Linked DNA regions of Gossypium raimondii: region 1 is linked to region 2. The links are chromatin contacts, called in public Hi-C maps. All regions are on one chromosome and are shown on one strand. The core of a region is the stretch at or near the end of the contact, and the rest is flanking DNA. Distances in the headings are between cores, read along the strand shown.

The links. A called contact is a pair of places that touch in the nucleus more often than the background predicts.
Region 1: a Hi-C map of leaf shows a contact between it and region 2, with 3 times the contacts expected there. The contact joins the promoter of LOC105783524 here to the promoter of LOC105783490 in region 2. A contact is called at or near these places in 2 of 2 Hi-C or Micro-C datasets (both in leaf).

The regions. Positions count from the first base shown.
Region 1 is chr13:28,419,514-28,423,067 of ASM2569854v1, reverse strand. It overlaps LOC105783524 (S-sulfo-L-cysteine synthase (O-acetyl-L-serine-dependent), chloroplastic), which reads left to right and starts at 1,371. Exons shown (of 11, transcript XR_001130102.2): 1 at 1,371-1,706; 2 at 2,717-2,826; 3 at 3,086-3,143; 4 at 3,307-3,554.
Region 2 is chr13:27,860,490-27,863,810 of ASM2569854v1, reverse strand. LOC105783490 reads left to right here and starts at 1,639. Exons shown (of 5, transcript XM_052626867.1): 1 at 1,639-1,829; 2 at 2,381-2,507; 3 at 2,623-2,695. The coding sequence starts at 1,802.

The DNA.
Region 1 (3,554 bases), core at 122-2,621, 560 kb before region 2:
TTCCTTTATTTGATATTTGATTAGAATAAGTTGTTTTAACCTTACTGTATTACTTCTATTGTACTTTGATTAGAATATGATTTTACAAACCTATAAAAAATGAACCTTTACAATATAATTAATCAATTAAAATTAAATTTTAATTGTTAAAGCAATAATTTATAATCGTAATAATAGAAAATTGTGAGATACAATAGCTTTTACATTTATTTATGATATTATTATTTATAAAATTTATTAATAAAATAAAATTTGATTTAACACAAAATATTATGTATAAATAAACCCATAGGGATAAGCAAAGAAATTGAGAAAATCTAAAAATGATGTATTATGTTAGGTTCAGGTATTGTACTATTTAATTCGATGTCGGGTTGATGTTATCACCCAAACCGCATAATTCGATTTGAGTTCGATTTTCCGCATGAAACCCATTTTATTCAAATCAAATTGAATGAGAAAAAAATTATTTAAAGGAACAATCTTACAAGAATAATAAATTGACTATTTCAATATCCATATGGACTAATTCATTTAACCTTATTATTGTTATTATTACTATTAAAAATTAGATAATATCTTTCAAAAATTAAAGTTATAACAGTATTTCATAAAAAATACTAAAAATGTAGTTTTATATTAGAGAAAGTGGATATTTTAAATATAATAATTAAGCATAATTTTAATTTAAGAAAAATAGTTTATTAAACTTTATAATATTTTATTTATAAAAAGATAATTATTCATAAGTTGTCAATTATATATATAATAATTATAAATTTAATTGATTATATGACATATTGCAATGACTTAGTTATAACAAATTAAAGCAAGCACTAATTAAATTAATTTAATGAAATGAGACAACAAAACATTAGGTATATGAATGATTTATCAACTTAATAATTAACTTAAAATGATTTTTTAATGGTTGGATGATTATGATATTAGTTTAAATATTTAATTTACTTTATAAATGTATAAATGAATCTAGAATTGCTATAAAAATTAATAATTATAATATTAAGTTTTTGAACTGATATAGATTTCTTTTCCAACAAAATCTCAATTTATTAAAACCGTCCAACATTTATCAATTTTGAATATCTCAATTTTATTCAATACAATTTTAATTTCAAAATTAAAAATAATTTAATTCCTCTCTAAAACGGAATCCAACCGAACAGAGTACGTCACTAACGTGTTTGTGGTCTATCCGAAAAATTAAGCAAAAATATTATTCAATTAAAACTTTCATTATTATTCTAAAAAATATAAAAGTTTCATTATTCAGGGAAATTAGGCCTTACCAATAATTTATTACAAAAAACAAAAAAAAAAAAGAGAAAAGGAAAGATAAGGGTGGGTCTATAAAAGCGAAGAGCCAATCTAAAACCTCAGGAAAACCTCTACGGAGAACGAAAATGTCACTATCATCTTCTCTGCTACATCTCCCTCCTCCAAAACCCTTTCTTTGTATACCTAAACAGTACAGTTTTCCACCGTTTAATGCTTCATTGAACTTTTCATTCTATGATAAACCTATGTTAATTGTAAAAAGTGCCTCCTTTGCTGCAACAAGAAGAGCTTCTTCTTTAATAGTCGAAGAAGAAGAAGAAGAAGAAGAAGAAGAAGATGAAGAAGAACAAGAACAAGAACAAGTAGAGGGATTTGAAGCTGTTAATATTGCTGAGGATGTAACCCAGGTTCTAGTTTTTTTAATACCAATTTCCCCTTCAATGAAGTAATAGGTTTTTTTTTTCAAGTTGCTGTTTTGTTTTTGTCTTTTTGAGGCTAAGAATTTTATTGGTTTTCTTTGTATTTTCCTTGAAATGGGAGAAATGAGAAGTGATTTTTGTGGGTTAATAGCATTTTATTCTATTTACTGTTCAAGTTTCTTTGCCTTCTCTTCTATAGGATAATATTTGAAGGGGTCTTGGGGGGGGGGGGGGAGGGGGGGTGGTTAAGAAGTGGTTACTGTTGTTTAAGAGTGTATTGTATATACTGCTCTAGAATGTTGATTTTCTTGTTTAAGAGTGTAGTATATATACTTCTCTAGAATGTTGATTTTCTTTTTGTTACTTGTTTCTTCTATTTAATTTACTTGAGAGATTGATTATGTTAGTGTGACTTATGTTGCTGAAATATTCATTTTCTTGAATATGGAGATATGATCCTCCAAAGACCTGGAAGCATGAACAATTTGAAGATAACCATCTAGAAACCAGAAAATTTTGAGTACAGTCATGTCAGGCATATACCCATTTCCGACTCTTACAATTCACAGCCGAGTCTTAGTAACATAGGTCTAGACCCTATAATATGGATTTAGTCATTTATTGGTTCTGGAGAAACACCACCTTAATTTTTATAATTATGGAGACAGTTTTCTTAACCAGGAGAGTAGTTCTTCTTATTTTCCCTTTTTGTTGCTTCTTTAATCTCTTGCAGTTGATAGTGATTACATTTTGAGCTAAAGAATAGAATGATTCAATAAAATGTGGTCATGTTAACTTTATGACATACCACTTAACATTTCAGAATGTTGTAATGCCATTTCTAGTAAAAAAAATTTATCCATAGTCTTCTAGATTGATTATGTCTTGCTGTGTAGGTGTTGCTTGAAAAGCATTAGTTTGTTTACTTTTGATAGTAATGTTTTGCTTATGCGTCAAACCTTTACTGATTTTGAGCAGTTGTGACAAAATTGATATAGTTGATTGGGCGTACTCCTATGATATATCTCAACAAGGTAACAGACGGATGCGTGGCAAACATTGCTGCAAAACTTGAATCCATGGAACCTTGTCGGAGTGTCAAAGACAGGTACATATTCTTTCTATTGTGAAGTCCACAATTATCCCATATGCATTGGACATCTTTTTTTATGCTACTCTGGGGCATGAATAGTCTGTTTGATTGTGCTTCAAGTCATCATTAGAGCTGGAGACTCTCAGAAGTTACAGATGACCTACACATGTCCTATATTGTGCAAGTTCTTAGCGGTTTTCATGTATGTTTATTGGAAATATGTTAAAAGTTGACCTTTTTTTTTCCTTTTTTTTTCAATGGTTGAATGTTTTAGGATTGGTCTTAGTATGGTATGTGAGGCTGAAGATAGTGGAGCAATTTCTCCCAGGAAGGTTAGCCATTCTCTTTATTTCTAGTGAAAGAAGTCATCAGCAAATATGCCTTTGACTTTTGAGAATTCTAGGGCTCAGAGTCTTAGACATGTTTTCATATTGGAAACTACCTTCTCTTTGGAATAATTACATGTATAATTTTTGTGGGCTATATCTATCGCAGACCATATTAGTGGAACCGACAAGTGGAAATACAGGACTTGGAATTGCTTTTGTTGCAGCAACTAAGGGATACAAGCTTATAGTAACTATGCCTGCTTCTATAAACCTTGAAAGGAGAATCCTTTTACGTGCGTTTGGAGCAGAGATTGTTCTGACAGACCCAGAAAAGGGCTTGAAAGGAGCTGTCGATAAAGCCGAAGAAATTGTGCTTAACACTCCAAATGCTTTCATGCTTCAACAATTTGATAA
Region 2 (3,321 bases), core at 390-2,889:
ATGGCCGAAAGTTAAATGGATGGGCAATGTTTTCTTCTTTTATTTCTCAAGCCTGGACAGTTGAAAGCTTAAGGAAGAAGATGATAATGTTGTCATCTCCCACTTAAGTTAATATATATGCTTAGATTAAAGATAGATTAATCTTAATTAATCATGTTTATTTCACTAATTTATCATATTTATATTTATTAATTACAATTATATCAATTAAATGGCTACATCATCATTTCCTACTATGTCAGAAAAAAATATTTTAAAAACCAGTTAGGTGCTTTGGATAATTGCCAACTAAGTCCTCAAGCATTTTCTAAATTATAATTTAATAGTGATTGGACTTTTACAATTTAGTCCCTAAACTTTAATTAATGATTTTTTCGGTTAAATTACTTAATCGGTCTTTAATATATTTTTATACCAGCTCTGTAAATCTTCTTATTTTATCTTTACGAACTCAGTTTAAGGAAATGGGGTTCCGAAATTGTATTTTTCGACACCAACAAAAGTTCAGTCGTTACATTTCCCTCATTTTCTCTCACTTTATCAATTTTTGAAAATTTCATCTACTTTTATTTAAATTTAAATTTTTATAATTTTAAAATTTAAAAAGAATTTCAAATTTTATTATATTATATATAATTAGGGTCAAATTGATGAAAGTATAAAAATCAAGGACTAAAATTGTTATTATACCAACTAAAAATTATCGTTTAACCATAGGTGACAAAATATTTGAAAACGAAAGTGATCAAATTGTAACATTTTTGTAGTTAAGTGACCAAAATAAAAATTTACCCATAATTTTGTGATTAATGGTGGAATTTACCCTAAAATAAAAATAAAAAGTCATGGGTAAATTACACCACAGGTTACTCAACTATGGGTCATTTTCTTTTTGATCATCCAACTATGAATTTTTTTTAGATTGATCAACCAACTATGGATTTGTTTCTTTTTTTTGTCACCCAACTATAATTTTTTAAAATTGGTCACCTAATTAATCGAGATTATATTTTTTTAGTCCATTTCCATTAATTGCACTAATGGAAAGGTGACATGATAGTTGAAAAATCGGCATAACAATAAATTTAGCCCTTAACTTTTACATAATATATTGATTTATTCATAATTTTAAAAATTAACCCTAAAATTTACAATTGATCTCAATTTGATCCTAATTTCAAAAAGATTCAAAGAAATATATAAAAATACATAAATATTTCAAATAAATAATAATAAAGTTATATTTATATTTATATTTATATTAAATAAAATTAAGATCAAATTGAGACAATTTGTAAATTTTGAGGGTTAATTTTTTAAAATTATGATTAAATCGATATAATATGTAAAAGTTAAAAGTTAAATTTGTTATTATATTGCTTTCTCAACTGCCATGTCACTCTCCCGTCAGTGCAATTAACAGAAATGGATCAAAAAAATACAATCTTGATTAATTGGGTGACAAAAAAGAAACAAATTCATAATTGAGTGACAAAAGATAATAACCCATAGTTGGATGACATATGGGCGTAGTTTACCCAAAAGTCATAGATGAAATGTGAAGATTGGATCTGCGAAGTACATCACCACATGTCCACATCCACACGTTACTATCATCCACCTTCAATGTGCTACGTCACTTCTAATTTTTGAAACGCCACCGTATCAAGTGTCCTTTCCCTCTTGTCTTTTGCTTTATTTTTCTTTCCGCCGTAAATCCACCATGGGATACACCTTCATCTTTGTTTCATCGGCACACTGAAACCTTTAGAATCTCCAAAGCTACGTCGTTTCTGAAGTCATGGGACAAGTCCTAGAAAAATTCCATGGTAAGCTTTTTTCTCTCCCTTTTAAATTTCCCTTTATCTCGAAACTTTGTTATTCAAAAGTTTATGATATTTGAAACCCAGAAGTCGATTCTTTTAAATCATGGGAATTAAGGGCGCTTTTTAATATATATATATATATATATTAGTTTATATTCCATAGAAAGGTATTCTCTTTTAGCCGTATCTTATTTTTGTAAAGACTATATTATATTTAAATTAAAAAGAAAAGGTCTAACTTTTTGTTTTCTATAGAAAATTTAAATTTCTAATTTTTATTGTTTTAAAAGTAAAGGTCAAATTAAGCTTTAATTATCGCTTTAGAGAAATGTGCATCTGGAATTATGATGGGTAGATGTTCATGTTGAGTGATTAGTTTGAACAAGTGTTTTTTCATGGCTTCTGCTTTCATTGATATTTACCGTGCTGGGTTGGATTTGATATTCTCTGGAAACTGTATTTTATTAGTATTGGGTTTAATGAGAGGAAGTAACATTTGACTGTTTGTAGTGCTATAAGCGAGTATTTGATAGTTTAACACTTGCTTTTTGCAGGGAAGGAATGGAGAAAGAGACAGATTAGGAAAATCAGTGATAAGGTTTTTGAGCGTGTCAAAAATCAATCAGGAAGAGCTACTTTGACATTTGAAGATCTATATATCGCTGTCTTGCTGGTGTATAAGTGAGGAATTTTGCTTAAACGTTCTATGTTTCATTCATTTCATAATCATGCAATGGTACATGTACTGTTAACCGCTTTCTATGTTAAATGCATCTTTAATTTATTCCTTCTGTAGTGATATTAATAAGCGTTTGCCTGGGCCGCACTTTGATCCACCCTCTAAGGACCAAATCAGATCAATGATGCAGGTAATCTACAACTCTTTCTTGAGAATATACATTATATACTTTACTGGGTTTAATTTGTCAAAATTTGATCTTCGTTACTTTTCTAAAACTGAAAAGTTAGTCCAACTCGGTAAACACTATTGAATCTTGTTATAAAATCATTGACTTACAAACTAGCAGTTCATAGATTTATATGCAAGGAAGCAAAACTCACCGGTTCAACAATTTATATATAATAAATTAGTAAAAATTAATAGTTCAAGTTCATGTATTTATCAACAATTACACTAATTTCTCAGTTTCTATAACATAGGTGAATTTCATAATTAGACCCAGTTTGATACAGTGAATGTTATGAATATGCTTGAGCAGCTTGCATTTGATATTCTGTATAATGTGTAATTGATTGACACGGTGTATCAGAGAACATAGCTAATGATCAATGGATGTCACTGCATGTTTACATGTTTTAAGAATAAAAGTTAATTATTTGAGTGCTTTTGGTAGAAAGGAAGCTCCTCGAGTTTTAAAGGGTGCATTTGTGAAGGTTGATAGTCTGATAGGAAGGATGTCATTTTGTTAATCAATCTCGAATCAATATTTCGTTATCGAAAATAGTCTGAGGGCTGGACCCTCAACAAGTTTAG